Regions from separate parts of the Oryctolagus cuniculus genome. Here region 2 is linked to region 1. The links are chromatin contacts, called in public Hi-C maps. All regions are on one chromosome and are shown on one strand. Each heading gives the region's core, a stretch centred on a gene start, on an enhancer-like site or on the middle of the called end of the contact. The rest is flanking DNA. Distances are from core to core; before and after follow the strand shown. Region 1 holds the start of PLAT (plasminogen activator, tissue type). Region 2 overlaps IKBKB (inhibitor of nuclear factor kappa B kinase subunit beta).

Region 1 (3,968 bases), core at 819-3,318:
AGACTCTGCTTTGAAGCTTAGCTGTTTTAATGGGGAGGAGGAAGAGGAGGGTGGCCTGAAAATGGACTTGGGGGGCAGGAAAGTACCTCCATCCTTCCCATTTCAGTCACTGCCTGCCTCACCGCGCTGCCGGCTGGTTCGGTGCCCAGGCTCTGGAAGCCAGAGTCCACTCTTGCCAGAGGAAGTCCACTCTTGCCAGAGGAAGTCAGCTTCCACGGGAGCTGGAGTTCATGCGAATATAGGAAACCAGGCGTGCATGGATCTCAAAGGTTTTTTGGCCCCAAAATAACATTTCATCGCATTTTCCCACTTTGTAAAGGACCACCAATTCCTCCACCGTGGCTGAATCCAAAGCCCCTTCGCCCCCAGCATCGCGAGCCATGCGCATTCCCACGAGAAGGGCCTCCCCAGCGCAGCCCAGCTGCTGTCCGTCACCCCAGGGTTCCTTGGCTAACTCACCCCTCACTGCCCCCTGGCAAGGCCACAGCTGGATAATGTGGAAAAGCCATCTGGCGTCTGGCTTCAGCCGTGGCTACCTTATTTTCCAGCCTCAAAATCAACTCTCCCAGCTCGGCAAATATGAGTCTGAGAGGGTGCTTCAGAAAGTTCATGGCACCCAACAATGTTTTGGTGCAGAAGATTTTGGGATCCAGGGCTGGTGCTGTGGCATAGCTGGCAAAGCTGCTGTCTGCACTGCCAGCATCCCAAATGGGCGCCAGTTCAAGTCCCGGCTGCTCCACTTCCGATTTAGCTCTCTGCTATGGCCTGGGAAGGCAGTAGAAGATAGCCCAAGTCCTTGGGCCCCTGCACCCCCGTGGGAGACCTGGAAGAAGCTCCTGGCTCCTGGCTTTGGATCGATCGGCCCAGCTCTGTTGTTGCAGTTTGAAGAGTGAACCAGCAGATGGAAGACCTCTTTTTCTCTCTCTCTCTCTCTGCTTCTGCCTCTCTGTAACTCTGCCTTTCAAATAAATAATTTTTTTTAAAAAAAAAGAGGTTTAAGATCCATGCACAGTTCTTGCTTTTTCATGAGCTTTTTGGAGGTCAGCACGCGGGAGCTGGCTCTCCTGGAGCTGTGGTCACCCCAGCTGCCCATCCCGCGAACGCTGCCTCCCCTCGCCAGGCGCCCTTTCCTGCACCTCTTGTTGGTTTTTCCCAATGCTGCATCCCAGCTGGACCTCGACCAGGAGGGGCTCTGGCCAGCACAGTGCTGCCAGTTTCTCCTGCTCACGTGACCTGCAGAGAGGCCCCTGAGGCTGTATCCCTAATGCCTGAAAGATCCGAATTCAAACCCGAGACTCCCTGACCTCCGTCAGCATCCACACACCTGTTGGCAGGAGCACGGGCGTTGAGTGTCAAATCCTGGAGCACCGGACTGGTCTGCAGCAGCTTGAGGGACAGGTGGCTGGGTGGCCGGGATGGGGCTCCCGCAGAGCCCTGATTCGGGTCTCCCACCTCTCCTCCCACGCCAGCCTCTCTCTCTCCATCCCACTCAAGCAAAGCAGAAAGGAGAGACCTAGAGGGCCCACTGGTGCAGCCCTTGTCTTTCCAGAGAAGTGAAATGCTTGTCCCTGGAACCACCTCCGGGTGTGGGGGAGAAGGGTGCATTTTTCACTGCAGGTGAGGCCGGCCAGCCCTGTCCCCACCCCCACCCCAAGGAGCTCCAACCCTGTCCTGGGTGCAGCTGACCCATCTGCTCCTCCCCACACACCCCCACCCCGCCCACTCGGGTCCCCAGAGGGCAAGGCGGCCAGCAGGCATTGTACAGATAAAGCTGCTGACCCAGCCTCCTAACCCGGGAAGACGGTACGTAAGGTCCATGCAGCTCCCCAATTCCTCGGATTTGGTGACATCAGGACGGTGAATAATCAGGCTGGCCCCGCGCCAGGATGGGCCGAGCTGCTTCCAGGGACAACTTCCTCCCCCCTTCCTCTGAACACAAGCCCGCCCCCCTGCTTGGCTCCCTGCGGGGGCCCTGTCCTCTGGGCATCCTCTGGAGCCCGCCCACCGGGGCCGCCGACCCCACCCCCTTGCCTTGAAATTAAAGGAGGCGGGAGCGGTTGGCTCGGGAGACTGGCCCGGGGCAGGAGAGAAAGCCACACCAAGCAGCCGAGGAGCCGGCGCACCGGCAGCAGCCAGAGGCACGGTAAGATGGGATTCTGGGCTTTTCTGTCGCCGCCGCCGTCTCTTCTTCTCACTCTTCAAAGTCTTTTGGGCAATCTGAGCCAATGCTGAAGTAGAGGGACTGACTTTGCCATTCAGGCCCAGCTAAAACCTGCCCCGGGAGGAGGGTTCCTTTCTCTGTGTGTGCGTGGAGTCCGGTGGGACGCTGAGACGTTTCTCGAGGGCGAGGTGGCTGGGGACGTGCGGCAGAGAGCGGCCGAGTGAAGGGAATGAGGCCGCCTCGTGACTGCGCGACAGCAAACTGCGAAGGTGGACCGGGCTCCTGCAGGCTCAGGCTGCCTGGGCCCGAGGATGGGAGTGTCCGCTGTTGCCCCACTCCCCCCCCCCCCCCGCGGTGAGCCGGTGAGGAGCCCAGGCGGGGCGTGCAGGGTGACCTGCACCCAGCTCGTGATTAACCAGGTGGGACGCGGAGACGCAGGTGGATTTTCCGAGCGAGTCAGGGTGGAGAAACCTCTCTGACCGCCTCGCACGTTGCCCTCGCCGCACACCCTCACCCCAGCCTCCCGCCGGCCGGTCTGTCCCCCATTGTTTTTCTCCAAGCACTTCGTCAGGAGTGCGGGCCTCTTTAAGGAGTTTTCAATCACCAGGGGGCTGTCTTTTCATTCCTCGGGCATCTGCCGGAAGCTTCGCAAGGCTGTCTAGATTTTCACTGGGATTGTCTTTCTTTTCATAGTCTCCCAGGGAAGGCAGCTGAGAGAGGGAGGGAGGGAGGGACCTACGCCGAGCTCCTGGGTCGTTCACGGCACACTGGAGCGCAAAGCAGTGCAGGCAAAGACCCTTCTGCTGGACGGTTTGGTATGATATGGTGGTCTCCGGCAGCTGACAGGTGACCAAAGTGTGTGTGTGTGTGTGTGTGTGTACCTGCGTGCATACATGCTGGGGCGCATCTGTGTGCATTTGCAAAACCCCAGGAAGGAATCCTGCAGATCCAGTGGCCAAGAACTTTCCCGCCCAAGGTGGCTTCCCGGCAGTTCTCACTCAAGGCCCGGGAGACTCAGCCTGGGCTGCAGACGCCGGCTCCTCCAGAGTCAATATATGACGGTCAGCCTGAGCCGCTGCTTCCGGTGACAGCCGAGTCAGACTCGGCACCGGCAGGGATGCCCGTGGGTGTTGCAACCGCTCCGTCCACCCCACGTGCTCGCCCTGAGCCGTCCTCCGAGCCTGGAATCTGAATCTTTCCAGGAGCAGCTGCAAAGCTGTCCTTTCCCCCAAGGGGCTCCATCCGTGTTCGGACGCCCGAGACCATCTCAGCTCATGTTTTTCTATGTGTCCCATTGGCTCCCTCCACGGTCTGACTCCCTGTTGCTACATCGCAGTCCAGGGGCAGTAGCAGCCGTGGGAGTTACTCCCCTGCAGCCAGGGAGTAGGTGAGCGAGAGCGATTATCCTGCTTTTACTTTGTAAGCCTTGTAGCTCGCCTGGGGCCTGTTGACAGCAGAGCTGATGACCCGTGGCGGTCAAACCATTGCTAACAAGCCGCCCAGACATGCCACTGGTGTGTGCGTGAGGGTGTAGCCGGCCCACGGTGCATTTGGGAAGGCTTATTGTCCAAGTGAGGCCTGGTACTAATCTGCCAGCAGGTTGTTTTTTTTTTTTTTTTTTTTTTTTTAAGATTTATTGAGGTGCTGATGCTGTAGCATAGCAGATAAATCTGCCGCCTGCAGTGTGGGAATCCTATATGGGCATTGGTTCGAGTCCCAGCTGCTCCACTTCTTATCCAGCTCTCTGCTATGGCCTGGGAAAGCAGTAAAAGATGGCCTGAGTGCTTGGGCCTCCAAACCCAGATGG
Region 2 (3,968 bases), core at 531-3,030, 99 kb before region 1:
ATCACCCACCATCTCAGTGCCCCGGCCTATCCGGCGGCAGGTGACCACCCAAGCGTGCCTCATTCGCTCCCAGTAATGCAGACAGAAGGGCTAAGGGCAGGGGCAATTCTGAGGTGGGTCAAGGTACCTCCTACCCGCCCACCGTGCTTTCAGCTCCCCCCTTTACACACGGGAACTCCTGAGCAGCGGCTCGGGACGGGCCACAGCTGCAGGTGGTTTGTAGACGGGAGGGTGGGCTACACGGAAGCAAGGAGAACAGCAGCAGAAGACACACGGCACACGTGTCGTAAGCGCCAGACGCCCAGCGCGCGCATCATACACAGCAGGCACACAACACACACAGAGCGCACCAGATGGCTGGCACGCATACGCCTCATAGGCGCCAGAGACACTCAGCACTCACGCCATCCGCACCAGTCGTCCGGCAACGCATCGCAGGTGCCCGATGACCAGCACTTGCCAGGACATGCATCGTCCGCACCAGATACACGACGCACACACTGAATGACCACCAAACACCCTGAACCGAGTTAACACCTGACCACACAACAGGGCGGGGTGGTTACACTCTGGCAGGGACTGCTGCCAAAGCGAGGGAGCGGGGGGTGGGCGTGGGGCACCAGGACGGGCCACAAAGCTGGGCTCAGAAAGCTCTTCACACGAGCGGATGGGAGGGGCCGTTCCGGAAAGGGCCGTCATAGCAAAGGCATGGGGACAGGCCTGTGCACAGGCTGGCGGGAACTGTGACACTGGAGGAAGAACAAGGAGTCCCAGTAAGAAATGTGGGGATGTTCGGGTCAATCTGATTATCTACAAATAATCCCGCAGGTGAGTGGTGACTCAGCAGCGGGTCAGAGCGCTGGGGTCTGTCCCTCAGCTCTGAGCCTGGGCAGTGCTCAGCGGGCCCTACTTAACTACTCGTCCTGGGCACCCAGGTGCCTGAGTCAGCCCCACACACGTCAGCACGCTGGGAACCGGGTCACAGAGAAGCCTGGCACCCAGTCGGCAGGCTTCAGTGATAGGATGACTGAGGTCAGCCAGTCGAGCGCCTTTCAAGTGCCTGCTACACAAACCGCCGAGGCTGGTGTCCCGGAGGAATGAGGGACTCAGGCAGAACCCCGACATTTAGGCTGGAGTATGCAGAGGGCGTGGAGCGCACAGCTCTGCCTGCTCCTCGATGCGTGAGACTCCTCACAGAGACCGCGGTCTCCACGCCAGCACGCGTCTACTGCATGCTCTTTATCCTCAGACAAAACACTGAGGCCGGCGAGGTTATGGGGCCTGGGTAAGGGAGCCAGCCACGCCCTCCGGCAGCAGAGACAAGGACCACATCCTTCCGCAGGGCCTCTGGGGGCACAACAGGCTGACGTGAACTGGTGACAGGCTGGACCTCACACCGGAGACCACACAGAGCCGGCAGCACGGGGCTGCCCCACCACCATGGCCACCAGAGAGAAGCTGAGAGGCAAACGTAGATGCCACTTCTTACCAGGTACTGCAGGGTCCCCACAAAGGAGGTACAAAGGCTGCCCTGATCCAGTTCCTTGGCGTATCCCAGGTCAATGATTTTGTGTATTAACTGAAAAGGAAAGGGAGGAGGGAAAACCTGAGGGTTAGGAGGCGACACTGTCCTTCTACAAGGGTTCTGGTCGCCTGCCCTTAGAGCTACGTCATTTCTAAATTCCCAGGTGGGATGAGATCCTGAATCCCTAAGAGCCACCACACACAGGAGGGCGCCCTTGTACGGCTCATGTTCTCCTGGCTCGGCCGCTGGTCAGATGGACGCACCGTGCACCAGACCTCAGACCCAGAGCCCGGGTCAGCCCCTTCCCGACACTCCCCAGCTGTCACATCTTAGCATCGCCAGCAACGTGAGCGAGCGCTGAACAAAGGGGAGCCTGTGGCTGTCAGAGGCTGGGCCTGGGAAGGCCATGTGTCTGAAGGGATCAGGTGTCCTAGGAGCCAAGGGACCACGGCCCCTCGGCTGAGCACACCAACCTCTACCCCTCACCCCACCTAAGCAGGGTGGTCGTTGATCAGCTCACTCACAGCTCTGGGGGACTGCGAACTGGACCAGGCTGGAGGAACAGGTGCCCCAGCTCTCGATGCCCCTTCCCAGCCACGCTTGGAAGCAGCTAGTGTAGCCGCTTTGTACACTAGCAACCAAAGTGGAGGCCCTCATAACAAACGCAGCCTGCTTCTGAGAAGCACTGGTCCCAAAGGCTGGGGGTGGAGGCAACAAACATTAGGTTCTTATCGGATTCCTGCAACGTGGGCAATTAACAATGGGAGCCATTCAAACTGGCCTCCATCTGCAAGCAAGGACTTGTTGCTGAATTCTGATCCCCAGAGAAGCAAAGCCACCAGGCGAGGAAATGCAAATATAAACAGGCGTACAGAGCTGCTCCTTTCCCACGGGCAGCTGCCCCGAGCACTGCCCACTCCCCTGTGCTGGGAGGCCACTCACTCTTTGCTCTCCTTGCTGCAGAACAATGTTCTCCGGCTTCAGATCTCGGTGGATGATTCTGTTCTCATGGAGGTATCTAAGCGCAGAGGCTACGAGGGCGCAGAGGGAGTGAATTCTCAGTAAGCCAGAAACGCGCTCTCCATCGGAGCGTCCTGTGCCCCTGAAGTGGGCCGCAGCCTTAGTGTACAAACTCTCAGTGGAGCTGGGGAGGGGGGGGGGGTGACCAGGCTACACTGGCAGAGCCACCGGAATCTGGATTTTCCATGCAAAGAAAAGGCTCTCAGCCTGGCGTCCAGGAGGCGGCCAACCACAGTCGAGAGCAGCAGGTGGGCCAGCAGCATCCTACTGCCTCAGACACCCTGGGGGACCCACAGTCTGAATTGGCAAGTCCAGGTGACGCTGACACCGACAAAGTTTGAGAAGAGAACTCTTCTTGGCTACAGGCGCAAAAATCTAAATTCCACAGGGTGGGCAGGGAGGAGGGCCCTTGGGGCCGAGAACACCGTGGCCCCAGGGTCTAGAGTCTCACAAGGTCAGAGCCAGCTTCCAGGGAGAAGTGGGAAGTGGGAGAAGCCACGAGGAGAGCCTTCAACACGTGTAGACAGTTCAGTGGATTTACTACGTGCCCAGCTCCCCGAAGGGGTCAAGAGCTCAGCACGCAGCTGGGAGTGAAGTCGTCTGCACAACACTGGCTGTGAGGTCATTCGCTGGCCACAGCTTCTGCCGGGAAGAGGAGAGCGATGTCGCCCAAGGCTCAGGGCCACGGGGGTCTGTGTGTGTGGCTCAGGCTCCAGCCCAGAATACCTCGCCTTTACCCGTAAGAGAGGCCTTACGACTTTAACCGAGATCCTGGCTAACTGTACAACCAAAGGAAAGAACCAACAAGCATCGAAAGGAGATTAAATAGGCCCGGGGAACTCAGACTACAAACTGGAAAGTGTAAGTTGTCTGGAAACCAAATAAGCACACAGAAGTCAACAGCTTTTCTGTCAACTGCATCTAGCTGAAACGGAAAAGGGAAAAAAAAATCCACTCACAGTAGCAACAAAAACTGAAAACACCATGGGGTAAAAAAGAAAGAATCATGCTTTGTGAAGAAAACTATATGACGTAAGTATAAAAAATTATCTAAGAAGCTTTCAGAAGTTTATGCTGGGGGCCAGCGCTCTGGCATAGTGGGTAAAGCTGCCACCTGAAGCGCTGGCATCCCATACAGGTAATGGTTCGAGTCCCGGCTGCTCCACTTCCAACCCAGCTCTCTGCTATGGCCTGGGAAAGCAGTGGAGGATGGCCCAGGTCCTTGGGCCCCTGCACCCACGTGGGAGACCCAGAAGAAGCTGCTGGCTTTGGATCAGCGCAGCTCCAGCCGTTGTGGTTATCTGGGGAGTGAACCAGCAGATGGAAGACCTCTCTGTAGCTCTGCCTTTCAAATAAATAAATAAATCTTTAAAAATAAGTTTGGGATGAAAAAAAAATATTCCTAAAGCCTAAAGCCAAAAGG

The links. Hi-C and Micro-C count contacts between places; a contact is called where the count stands out from the background.
Region 2: a contact with region 1 is called in a Hi-C map of an unstated tissue, with 2.4 times the contacts expected there. The contact joins the enhancer-like site here to the promoter of PLAT in region 1. A contact is called at or near these places in 2 of 6 Hi-C or Micro-C datasets (skin fibroblasts and an unstated tissue).

Annotation. Positions count from the first base shown.
Region 1 is chr2:92,396,340-92,400,307 of mOryCun1.1, reverse strand. It overlaps PLAT (plasminogen activator, tissue type), which reads left to right and starts at 2,068. Exons shown (of 14, transcript NM_001082769.1): 1 at 2,068-2,143.
Region 2 is chr2:92,495,218-92,499,185 of mOryCun1.1, reverse strand. It overlaps IKBKB (inhibitor of nuclear factor kappa B kinase subunit beta), which reads right to left. Exons shown (of 22, transcript XM_051832412.2): 6 at 2,468-2,556; 7 at 1,490-1,579. Among named protein-coding and RNA genes, the nearest start is that of IKBKB, 25 kb to the right of the region's middle. Within about 2 kb of position 1,780, at least 1 of the 8 cell types and tissues checked has an H3K27ac peak or open chromatin away from gene starts, as enhancers often do.